Regions from separate parts of the Mus musculus genome. Here region 2 is linked to region 1. Evidence: chromatin contacts called from public ChIA-PET data. All regions are on one chromosome and are shown on one strand. Each heading gives the region's core, a stretch centred on a gene start, on an enhancer-like site or on the middle of the called end of the contact. The rest is flanking DNA. Distances are from core to core; before and after follow the strand shown. Region 1 overlaps Slco3a1 (solute carrier organic anion transporter family, member 3a1). Region 2 overlaps Slco3a1 (solute carrier organic anion transporter family, member 3a1).

Evidence for each region. ChIA-PET counts read pairs in DNA pulled down with a chosen protein or histone mark.
Region 2: an RNA polymerase II ChIA-PET map of memory CD8 T cells shows a contact between it and region 1, with 35 read pairs. The contact joins two enhancer-like sites. A contact is called at or near these places in 1 of 15 datasets of contacts at CTCF or cohesin (the NIH/3T3 cell line), 18 of 484 Hi-C or Micro-C datasets (the 3T3-L1 cell line, the AML12 cell line, the C2C12 cell line and 11 more) and 2 of 115 datasets of contacts at active chromatin or transcription factors (heart atrium and memory CD8 T cells).

The regions. Positions count from the first base shown.
Region 1 is chr7:74,369,338-74,375,386 of GRCm38.p6, reverse strand. All of the region lies in intron 2 of Slco3a1 (solute carrier organic anion transporter family, member 3a1), which reads left to right. Among named protein-coding and RNA genes, the nearest start is that of Slco3a1, 180 kb to the left of the region's middle. Within about 2 kb of position 2,951, at least 19 of the 459 cell types and tissues checked have an H3K27ac peak or open chromatin away from gene starts, as enhancers often do. A contact at or near this core is called in memory CD8 T cells, where this site is marked.
Region 2 is chr7:74,471,425-74,477,473 of GRCm38.p6, reverse strand. All of the region lies in intron 2 of Slco3a1 (solute carrier organic anion transporter family, member 3a1), which reads left to right. Among named protein-coding and RNA genes, the nearest start is that of Slco3a1, 80 kb to the left of the region's middle. Within about 2 kb of position 2,138, at least 3 of the 459 cell types and tissues checked have an H3K27ac peak or open chromatin away from gene starts, as enhancers often do. A contact at or near this core is called in memory CD8 T cells, where this site is marked.

The DNA.
Region 1 (6,049 bases), core at 1,702-4,201:
CCTGGCATATGAATGTATCTCGGGTGTGATTTGGGGACTGAGTGTGATGCACTTTGACCCCTCCTACTGAGTAACATGCTTGGGAACCAGGAGGCTCTTTCTTTTTTTTTCAACTGCCAGGGTAAGTTAGGGACACAAGCCAGCTCTTACTTACGACAGCCGCTCTTCCCCCCCCCCCCGCACCCCCCCCCCGCCCCTGTACAAATTGGCTGAGCCAGAGGGCAGGGCAAGTACTCCTCAGTTTTCTTCCTGAATTCTGATAGCTTTTCAGTTCACTGGTAAGCTTCAAAAGGTTTTAGAATAGTGCAAAATAAAAGTGTTTTGAGAGAAACGAGGAACACCAATCCTAAATAGTATAGCCACCTCTATTAGGTGTTAGTCAGTAGCTTGTCTTGATGCTATGACAAAATGCCCTAACCAAAGCAGCTTAAGGAAGAAGGGGTTCCTGCTGCTCGTAGTTAGAAGGTCCAGTTCATCACTGCAGGGAAGGCATGATAGTGGGAACATGGGGCAACTTGCTACACAGTGCTCACAGACCAGAAGCAGAACACCATGGCCGCTGGTCCTCAGCTCATTTCCTCCTTTTTAGCTGGTCCAGGACTCCAGCCAATGAGATAGTGCTGCTCATAGGGTGGATCTTGTCAATTCAATTAACTCAATCTGGAAACTTCTCCACAGACAGACTTGCCCAGAGGCAGGAGCCCACGGTGATTCTAGGTTCTATCAGGTTGATAGTAGATGTTATCCAACACAAGGATGGTTTGTTTTGTCTTGGTCTTTGTTGTTCCTTCACTAGATTTTCAATTATATTCTTAGAAGGTGATTTATCATTGTTTACTCCAGCTTGGTTAACAATAACTTTTTTGTGCCTCTGTACTGGATATAAGTAAATGGAAGACCTGAGAGTGAAACCAGTGAGGATGATGGCCTCCAAATTTCAGCATTGGATGGGTGGATGAGATGGGTGGATGGACTACAAAAGGGTGGATAGACAGACGGACAGACAGACAATAGATAGATAGATAGATAGATAGATAGATAGATAGATAGATAGATGATAAATATTGATACGTAAAAAGATATGTGGATATAGAAATATAGATAGATACAGATATAGATGATGCAGTATAGATTGAGCGTGTCACAAGTTACCATAGTAACTTGGAGCAATAGAAATTCATTATCTCATGTGTCTAAAGACCAGAAGAAACCTAAAGTCATGGCAACAGGACCCATTCCCTCCAAGGGAGAACTTTCTATACACATTGGATTTAGATAAGTTCAGGCATTCTTGATTTGTGGATGCTTCCAGAATGTCTCTTTTTCTCCTTCTGTCTCTTCTTTGATTCTATATGAAGGATTCTTGGATCCTAGGGCTGAATGGGTTAACCCATGATAATCTGACCTTCAGATTCCTAACATGATTATACATGAAAAGATATCAGCTCCTTCAGCTGTATCCATTCATTCAACTCCTTCTCCCCACCCCCTGCTTGGGAGCCTCAGCTTCAAGGATTCCTGTATGAAACTCAAGCTTTGAAGGGGAGGTTTGGGAGGCTTCGAATTGAAGTCCTAGGCTAGGAAATGGGCCAGGGCAAGTGAGAGTGGTGAGCTTGGGTACGACAGTATGGCATTTATGTCTAAGAAAAATAAAATGTTGTCTGTGCCACTCTATGTGTGTGAGAGAGGTTGAAATAAGATCAACAAACCTAGAACATAATCAAGGCTCTTTGTTCCAGGTTTAACTGAATGTCTGGGAACCAAGTCACCCCTGGCTGAGAGCCATTGCTCTAGACTTTAAGAATTTCATTGTAGGCAACCTGTTGAACACCAAAGCTTTCTAGCCATTCTTCTTCTTAAAATCAAAAATAACAAGAGGCTGTGATTGCTGCCTGCCTGGACTTTGAGATGGGAGGCACCCACAAACCCACAGAGTCCTGTATGAGAGCCAGACAGTTTTGTACAACCAGCTCCCCGCTTCCTGTCTCCAAGCAGAGTCTGACGTGGTTTTTTAACGTAAGGAGGCTTGTATGGGAATTCCCACTCCTGTTATGTTCCCAGGTGGGCCCTGGAGACACCTGCCCACTGTCAAGGGAACATTGTGTGGTCCAAAGGTCTGCCAGGTGTCCTGTGCAGCCAACTTCCTGACCCATGGCCTCCCCTAGAACATGCCTGGTAGTGAGGCATTCAGTAGCCTTTGGACACTCTATTCACGTGTATCCAAAGTGTCTGGTCATCTGCCTTGTCGTAACTAGATCAAGCATCTAATTTTGGGTTGTGCAGAGAAACCCAGAGTTCTTGTTCCCCGTGATGGCATTTTGGCCATGTCTCCTGCCCATTCTTTTGAAGGCTGAACCTTCTGTCCCTTCACTTGGTGCATGCATGTCTTCTATAGCCCTCTCTCTCCTAAGTCCTTGTCCAGAGGATAAGCCATTGTGGCAATGGCCCTATCTCAGTGACATATGGCTTTTCATGTGAGATCAAGGGGCCCACTCCTTGCCCCAACTCTGTCAATGCATCAAAATTGCATTGGAGTTCGGGATAACTGCTTCTCTGACTGGGTTGTATTCCAAGACTGTTGTCTAATGAAACCCTCCCTACCTGGAAGCTCTAGTGCCCCATACTTTCACCAGCCTGTCCGCAAAAGGCCTGCATGTACACGGTGGGTACACCACAACTCTCCTGTCCATGGATTTAGCCGATTATTCATCCTAGATCTGTGCTCTGTCTTCAAGTGATCATGTTGGATAGATGTGTCTCATGGCATACATAGAGAAAGCAGGATAGGAGAGAGCTACCAGGCATGTCACAGAACCCCATTCTGCTTGGCCACCACCACCACCCCCACACACACACACACCTGCTTTGCCTGTTCAACATGCTTCAGCTAGCTCTTCTTTGACCCTATGCATCTTTCCTCTCCTAAGCGCTGAGCAAGCGGTTTGTCCAGTCTGTACTTGCCTCCCCACTCAATGTGTTTATGGCTTTCTGCCGCTCTAATCAGCCTCTGACCCTATCAGAAAACCACAGAGGAAATGAAGTCGGTCTGGCTTGACTTTCTCTTGCTGAACTCTGTCTACACCTGACAGCAACAGCTCCCTGCTCACAGAACACATAAATCCAGGGTTTAATAACCCATCCTAGGATTTCGCCAGGCTTCAAAAATCACCCAGTCTGTCATGTCAGCAAACAGCCTTGTCCTTCTTGGTGATAAATCAGGGTGAAATTAGCATTTCACACACGCCATGACTCTCTGCCACAGTTTTTCAAACAAAACGCCTGGCATCTCGGCACTGCTGTAGGTGGGGTTGGGAAGGTTCGAGATCACAGCTGCTCCCTACAGTTGGCTCACCTGGCTGTCACCTCTCCAGTCTGCTTCTTTCCATTGGGGCCTGGAGACATCAGCCCTGCTTCCTAGCCAGGAGGAATTTCTGCAGCTGCAGCTTAGCCCCTGTTGCTTATTAATGCTTCTGGGTGCAGAGTTGTTCTGATGGTGGGATTCCTGCCTCAGCACGGAGCTGGAGCAGTCTCACCCTGCAGTGTGCACTCAGCAGAATGTTGACCTCTGCCCCAGCTCCTGCTCCTGTTCCTGCCTGGCCTGGCATCTCCAGCCTACTTTTAGAGAATATACCCAGAATTTATAGATACACTAGGTCATTCTGAGCGTTGATTATGAATTATCAACACCCTGAGGGTTTTTAAAGAGGAGGGTTTGAGTTGCTAACTTTTCCAAAGGCTGATCTAGATAAGTGCTGACTGCAAGGTTAGAGCCGGTTGGGGTAAGGACCTCTCTTCCTGCCTTAGGCATTTGATGAAGACATTCACTAATAACTGCAGATATCCAAGCAGTTATTATAATAATAATCACCCAAGCCTTGGTGACCTCTAGGCTGCAGGCCACCTTCCTAGGAGCTGGTAACCCTCCAGCCTTGCCATGGAGAGCATGCTCCACATCAGAGAGGGGACAGTCTCTGTCATATGAAGGCTTCTGGTTCCCTCTAGTGACGACTTCAGATACCTGCTCTTTGCCACTATTCCCAAGGAGATGCTGAGGTGGATTAGATGGGCAAGCCTGTCCCAAGTGGAACCCCTGTTCAGTCTCCCTCGTGACATGGGGTCTCAACAACAGTTGGGCTGTGGTCAAAGCCTCATTTTCAGAGCCCTACAGAGAGACTGTTCCCTTAAGAACTTACTAGAAGAATGTCTGTGGGTCAAGCCATTCTGCCACCCTTTCCCCTTGCCTGCAGGCTGGTCCCCAAATGTTCCTGTGTCACAGTCTTCATGTATGTCTCGGTGCTATTGTGGGGATTAAACAGTATTCAAAGCCCTGACACCCAGAAAGCATTTACTGAGGATCAGTTTGGATGCTGAATTACTGCTGCCTGCTGAGGGTTAAACTGAGGTAGCCGTGGGCTTCTGCTCCCTACGGTGAAGACAGCCTCGGGTCACCCTGTCCCAACTGTGTGAACATGTAAGCATGAGAGTGACTGAATAAGGAGTACTTATCCGGTCTTCAGTTTTACCTGTAGGAGTCCTTCCCACTAGGGTGGAACCTGATCTCTGACACTGAGTTCTGCGGACTTCCAAGGACCTGAGCTGGCCCTTGCAGCAATATGAAGCTTGGTGGACTCCACCACAGTACTGTGTAGCATGCCATCTCCCAAAGACTATGGAGAAAACTCATGGCGGCGTCTTAAGTACATTGAAAATGCACAGAGAGACAGGCATCGGCAGATGGGACCACTCCAGCAGGTAACGCTCCTAGAGAAATTGCCACCTTGGGTGGGAAAGCCGCTTTTCTGGAGCTTAGGAAGTTCACCTAGGCTCTAAGACATATGACATATGACATTCTAAGACATAATACTATAAACTTAAATTATAGACATTTACTTATACAGTCCTGGTGGTTGAATTCCAACATGGAGGTATAGGCAAGGGTGGAGACTGAGTCCCCTTTCCTTGCCTTGCAGATGGTCCATGTATTCACACAATCTTTCTTTTATGCGTGTGGCCTTGGTGTCGTTCTGTGTGTCCAAATCTCCTCTTATATGCAAAGTAATCAGGATGGAGAACCCATCATCCGAACCTTGTTTAATTGCCCCTTTTAAGGGCTTGTCTCCAAATAGAGTCATATTTTGAGGTGTATTCAAGTGTGGAACCCAAGGGCTCTGGGAGAGGGCCATGACATGCTCTCACCTTTGTGGAGGAAAGTCATTTGACTCAATCTCCTCGACACAGGTTCATGGAGGCCAGTCATCTAAGGGGCATGTGGTCTTACTGTCATGAAAGGTAGGGGGAATGAGAGAAGTTTTTCTTTGCTGGGTTGGAAAACCTATGTAGACAGCAGTAACAGCTTAGCATTGACATACAGCTTATAGCCAACGCATCAATATGCAGATGTGGGCAGAAGCAGCCCAGCTTCTATCAAGATAAGCTTGGATCACTGCTTTGCTTCACTGACTACTGCTAAGACTACTTATTGGCCTTGCCACTAAATGGCCCACTTTAGGTCTTTCTGTCTCTCAGTTGCCCCCTTCTGGAGGCTGCGGGTATGGACAATGGGAAACCAAAGGGGACCTCAGTGCCTCTACAAACAAAAGCTCTGTGAAGGTGACTGAAGTCACACACAGGACTCCATGCCCTTCTTGTTTGTGTATTAGGATGGGCTTCCCTCGTATAGGACTTCATGGTTCCGTCCTCTGCCCCACCAGTGGCATCTTCTTGCATCACCAGGCAATGCATTGGCATCATTCCGGGTTTAAGGATAGCCCAAGGGCTCTAGGATAGAGACAGAGCATGTTCCGAGCGTTGTGAAGGAGAGTTCTTTGACTCAAGCTCTTTGGTACACGCATCACATCCAGGTACCCAGAGGCTGGCCAGTCAGCCAAGAGGCCTGTGATCTCACAAACATGAAAGCTGGAGGGAAGGAAAGAAGTCTCTCTCTGCTGGGTTGAAAAGCCAAGTAGTCAGAAGCAGCTACAACGTATAGCAGCAACGTATAGCAGCAGCAGATCCTCCCCACCCTGGAGAGCCCTGACCACATAGGATG
Region 2 (6,049 bases), core at 889-3,388, 100 kb before region 1:
CCCCTCCTTAGAATTGGGAACAAAACACCCATGGAAGGAGTTACAAAGACAAAGTTTGGAGCTGAGATGAAAGGATGGACCATGTAGAGACTGCCATATCCAGGGATCCACCCCATAATCAGCATCCAAACGCTGACACCATTGCATATACTAGCAAGATTTTATCGAAAGGACCCAGATGTAGCTGTCTCTTGTGAGACTATGCCGGGGCCTAGCAAACACAGAAGTGGATGCTCACAGTCAGCTAATGGTTGGATCACAGGGCTCCCAATGGAGGAGCTAGAGAAAGTACCCAAGGAGCTAAAGGGATCTGCAACCCTATAGGTGGAACAACATTATGAACTAACCAGTACCCCGGAGCTCTTGACTCTAGCTGCATATGTATCAAAAGATGGCCTAGTCGGCCATCACTGGAAAGAGAGGCCCATTGGACACGCAAACTTTATATGCCCCAGTACAGGGGAACGCCAGGGCCAAAAAGGGGGAGTGGGTGGGTAGGGGGGTGGGGGTGGGTGGGTATGGGGGACTTTTGGTATAGCATTGGAAATGTAAATGAGCTAAATACCTAATAAAAAATGGAAAAAAATGATAATAAAAAAAAATAAAAGGATGGAGAGGCCAAGAAGATAGCTCACTGAGCAGTGTTTGCTTGCTCTGCAAGCATAAGGACCTGACTTCTTTCCTGGGCACTCACATAGAAAAGCCTGGTACAGTGGCACATACCCATGATCCTACCACTGGGGAGGCAGAAACAGGAGGATGCTGTTTGTATTCTTGCTGGCCAGTTAGTTTAGCTGATTCTGGTGAGCTCCTGGTTCAGTGAGAGGCCTTCTCTAAAGCAAGGTAGAGACTGGAAAAGAAACCTGATGTTGACCACTGCCTCCCAATACACGAAGAACAAGAAAGCCACCAAGTAGCTTGCAGGTTTGTGGCTAATAGCTTGCATGTACAGGGGCAGTAGCCTTCATGTACAGGGACAGGGACAATAGCTTGCATGTACAGGGACAAAGGAAAGCAACACATTATCAGAAACCCAACTCACTTTCACATAGTACGTATCCAGTGTACCTGTTCTCATAAAACCAGCCTGAGGTCACTACACACTATGAACTGATTTGTCATCAGAAGACCCTAACTTTGAAATGTGTATTATAGAATAGAATGGTGCTGGCTAGTTTTACGTCAACTTGACACAAGCTAGAGTCATTTTGGAAGAGGGCATCTCAACTGAGAAAATAACTCAACCAGACTGGACAGTGTGCAGATTCCTGAATGATGCTTGATATTGGAAGGCCCAGATCACTGTGGGTGATGCTGTTCCTGGGGTGGTGGTCCTGGATGCTATAAGAAAGCATGATTAAGCAATATATGGAAGGCAAGCCAGTAAGCAGCATTCTTCTATGGACTCTACCTCCATATTCCTGCCCCGACTCCTCTAGATTTTGGACTACAAGTTTAAATATGAAATAAACCCTCTCTACCCTAAGCTGATTTTGGTCATGGTGTTTTATTACAGCAATGGGTACCCCAACTAAGACAGGAACAAAGTTAAATAAACAAGGAAACAAAAAGCGGATTATGAAACTTCCAAAAGACATGGAAGAACTAGACTAGCTTTTCCTAGTCTTGTCTCTGTCGTGGTGTTATTACATTCAAAATAAAAGGGCCAGTAGAATCTGTTTTCTCGTGGCTTGCTTTCCATGATACTTAAAGGCTACAAAGCAAGCTTTATTGAGCTCAGTTAACAAAATTCCCTTTCATGCTACCAAGTTTCTCCTCAGAGAAAGGGTGGAGGTGCATCTTTCAAGGTTCCTTCCCCTGAAGGAAGCTTGTGCTGGCTACAGTGTGTGCTCCGGGGGAAAGTTTAAAATCGAATGTGTGTATTCAGGTGAGCAACATCAGTGCAAAGGTTCTCCTGGTCTGCTGCTCCATCTTCAGCAACACCCCAGAATCCTCAGAGGAAGTTCTCTACATGGGGCCCAGGTGACCACAGGGAAAGATGAGGATGCAAGTCCCTGTGATCTGGCTTTTCTCTGCCCCCTTGCATTTCCTTTTTCTGTTTTGCCAGGCTTAGAATGGCCTGCCACAGGAAGCCCAGCTTTTTGAAACAGTCACACTTACCCTTTGGGGAGCCACTTTTCTTTGTGGGGTTTCTGTGATAACCCCCTTGCATACCTTTCAGGATGTGTGGCCCAGAATGAGAAACACACAGGAAGAGTGGCTGACCTTTGACCTGGGAATCTAGCTTGAGCATGTGGTACCCTGGGTAGTGTTGAGCTCTCTGGACCTTTCTGGAAAAGAGTCCTATGTTCTTAGTTTGGATTTATGCCCCGTGCATGGTTATTGTGGGATCCCACACACCTCCTCTTGCATCTTCTCTGTTCTGAGGGTTCTATGGTAAGTTATTTATTTATTTATTTATTTATTTATTTATTTATTTATCTATTTATTTATTTATTTTGGCATGGATGGCTCTCTCAACTGGACAGAGAAGATCATTAGGAGCTGATTGCCCTGGACAGTAAAAGGGCCCTGCACAGAGTGCTGCTCTCCCCAAGGCAGACACAGCAGACCTGGCCATTTTGTCTTTCTTTTAGTGCATCTCAGAATCTGCTTCTAGACTCCCTCTGATCTTGGCTTCTCTGGAACGGCATGCTGAAGACAGGGAGTGGCTATGTCCCATCTGAGGCAGGCTTTCTCTTTTTACCCCACATCTACCCCCATGGCCTTCATGCTTGTGCCCCATGCTTGCAGGTGACTTGGCGATCCCTGCTTAGTCTTTACAATGTGGAATGCTCTCCTGGATTTGTACCCGACAGAGCTGTTGGCAAGTCCCCTGTGCCCACCAAACTCTAGAAAGTGGCAGCTGTCTAGTTGACGACATCCATTCCAGTTCCAAGGGAGAGCTCTTGTTTGGCTGTGAAGACCTCACTGGCAGATATATCGCCAAACGGAGATAAGAAGGGAAGGGTTTTTTCCTTCCTTTGCAAACTATCTACACATTTAATAAATGAGCCAGCAAGTTAGTAGAAGGCCCTGGCTCTTGACAATGGTAGCCTTTATTCTGGGCCATCTTTCTCACCACTGCGTTCTCTTGGTGGTTGGCCTCTAGGAGATGCAAGGCTTTTGAGAGTTAAAGATAAAGCCCAAAAACAGATATGATATGCTGCAAGTACCCCTTTCCTTCTTATAACCTCCAAGTCCTGAAGGCGTACTGTCGTGTGGCACCATCAAGAAGGATGGCAGGCATCATTAGTTAGGAATATGGGGGTGGGGTTGGGGTGGGGGGAGGTTTCAGGTCCCACTCCTGTGTTTTCCCAAGTAAATACTCACAGGAGAGGCATAAATAAGTCTTGACAGAAAAATATGTGTTATTGTGACTCAGGTTATTGATACTGAGAAAAGGAGACAATTACTAAGATCATAGGTTTTCAAGTCATTTGGGGGAACTGACCAACCTGCTGCTTGCCCTCCATTTTGAACCTTGAACAAGTGGGGTCCCTAATCTATGTAAATCAAGGCAGCCAACCTGATGCTGGTCCTCCATTTTAAATTTTGAACAGTGGGGCCCCTAATCCATGTGGCAGCCACAGAGAAGTACAGGGACTACTGTAGAGGGTGCTGTGAAGAGAGGTAGGGTGTACCCCACACACACATATGAATCCTGTGGGGTTCTGACATCAAGTCTATGACCTAGGTCATTCTTTGTAGCTTTCCAAGGTTCCTAGTTTGTAACTAATGCATTTGAATTCCCGTGTTCCACACACCTCCTGGTATTTCTTCCTCGACAGGAGACAGATACTAATTTTGTCTGACTTCGTTTGTGTCTGTTACTTCACAACGTTTCTGACAGCTCTGGTTCCTGTCTCCTGCCTTTGGCGTGAGCATTGGTGAATGTGTCGTTACCTGACTGTCTTTGACACTGTTGAAGTTCATGGTGAGCCAGATGCTAATTCTGCTTTAGTGATCTGATGCCACACATCTTGGGGGCTACCAGCCACGAAGCTACCCTGTGAGTCTCCAGTGACAGGCAGCTAATCTCCAGCCTGTAGAACTGTTCCTCTTCATTTGTCTTCACCTGACAGAGAAGCTTACGCTCTTATATGTGTTCTCATGTCATTCAGTTCCCATGGTTGCCTGGGGGTGAGATGGCTTTCAAGATGAGGGTGGATTCTTACATATACATACTTTTAATGTGATATAAGTCATGATCTACATCTTTTTCTGGACTCCATTGATAACTACACACACACACACACACACACACACACACACACACACACACACACACACTTATAAAATAAAATCTTTTCAAATGAATACAACCCTGACCCCTTTTGTGCAGTCCTGTGTAGACACACAGGACTGATGAAACTGTCCAGTGGTGTAATTCTGTCTTCTGAGTGGCTGCCTGTCATCCACAGTAACCACACCATTTTACATTTCCAGTTGTCCTGTGGCAAGCTTCTAATTCCTTCTCAGCCTTGGAATCCCTGATTCCTGTCATCTGGAGTGTCACTGTTGTCATCCCGTGTGTTTCTGCTGTTGCTGTGTGAAGTGGTTTGCATTTGCATAACCTTCATGATATTGAACATCACTTTATGAGATTATTTGACATATCTATATTTTCCTGGAAAAAACTGTCCATCCAAATCCTTTATTTATTTTGTACATATGTGTGTGTTCATGTGTGTTCAGGCTGGCATGGACAGGATCATGTATGTCTGGAAAGACAACCTTGACTGTCATTTCTCAGAAGGCAGGATTTCTCTCTAGCCTGTACCTTGCCAAGTGTGCCCAGAAAGTCCTAGGGAAGTGCCTCACTGGTGCTGAAATTAAAAGTTTGTGCCACTGTGGCCTGCTTCTCTTCCATGGATTCTTGGTGGTAGCTGGGGATCCCCATGTTTGCAAAGCAAAGACTTTACTCACCGAGGCCCCCTTCCTGCCTTTATGCCATTGACAAATATAAGTAATTCTTTTTATTGACTTGTTAATATTGTCTAACAACCAAGTTCCTAAACATCTCCCCTCATCCTGGGCTTTGCCTTCATTCTACATTTTGAACTTTCATTGTTCACCACACCAATCATAGCTTCTGCAGACCACCAAGATTGGCTTGTGCCTCAGAAACTCCACCAGAGACTAATTGCATCTTTGCCTCAGTAGCTAGTATTCAGGTGAGTTCCTGGCACGAAGTAGGAGCTGAGGAGCTGAGGGAGGAATTGAGGGAGGAGCTGAGGACAGAGACATGGGGTTCACCTTTACCTTTTGTCTGAGAGTCAGAATGGTTCTGGGTAAGGTAGAACAAAGTGGATAATGAATCGCCTAGCAAAACCACAGAGGCCAAAGCTGCAAGATTGCTTTCTGAAGCCCCTTGTACCTGGGTATTATTTTTAAGATCAATGAAGGGGAGATGGGAGTGCAGAGCTGGGCTTGCAGCTGTGTTTGGGATGCAGCAAATACACTTTGCTGAAATCAATGGAGTGACTCTGAGGAGCCCGAGAAATGCTGTGTAATTATAGCACTGAGAATTACAGTTGTCACGTATTGATTCAGTCTTTTCAGCGCTCTCTCGTTGGTAGGTTTCCTCCCGCAGGCAATGCTACTCTGTGACATTTCCGGAGCCTTGGGTGAACTGCTGGCTGCAGAAGGGGAGAGGGGGTAAAATCTCATATGGAGATCTGTCTGCACCCGCAACCTTGGGAGGTCCTCAGATTTAGAGACAGGGTGGGTCCGTGTCACTCTGGAGTTGTCATTACTTTGTGACAGCTGTCTTGAGTGCCCTCTTCATGGTTACTGAGTGAGTACTCCTAGGGAGGACTTACCGTCCTGCAGATAAAGACTAAGAGGGAGACTTCCTTAGTCCTGCAAAGATTGCCCTTCTTATCCAAGTACAAGGCAATATTTCTGAAGTAGCTAACATAAGTTAGAAAGCATCTGCCTGTGCTAATTTTCTGGCTTTTCCCCCATGGTATATGTTCTTGTTGAGGTCACAACCCATCCCAGGAAAAGTGTACCGGGGCTGCTGGGGAGATAAGTAAAATGCACC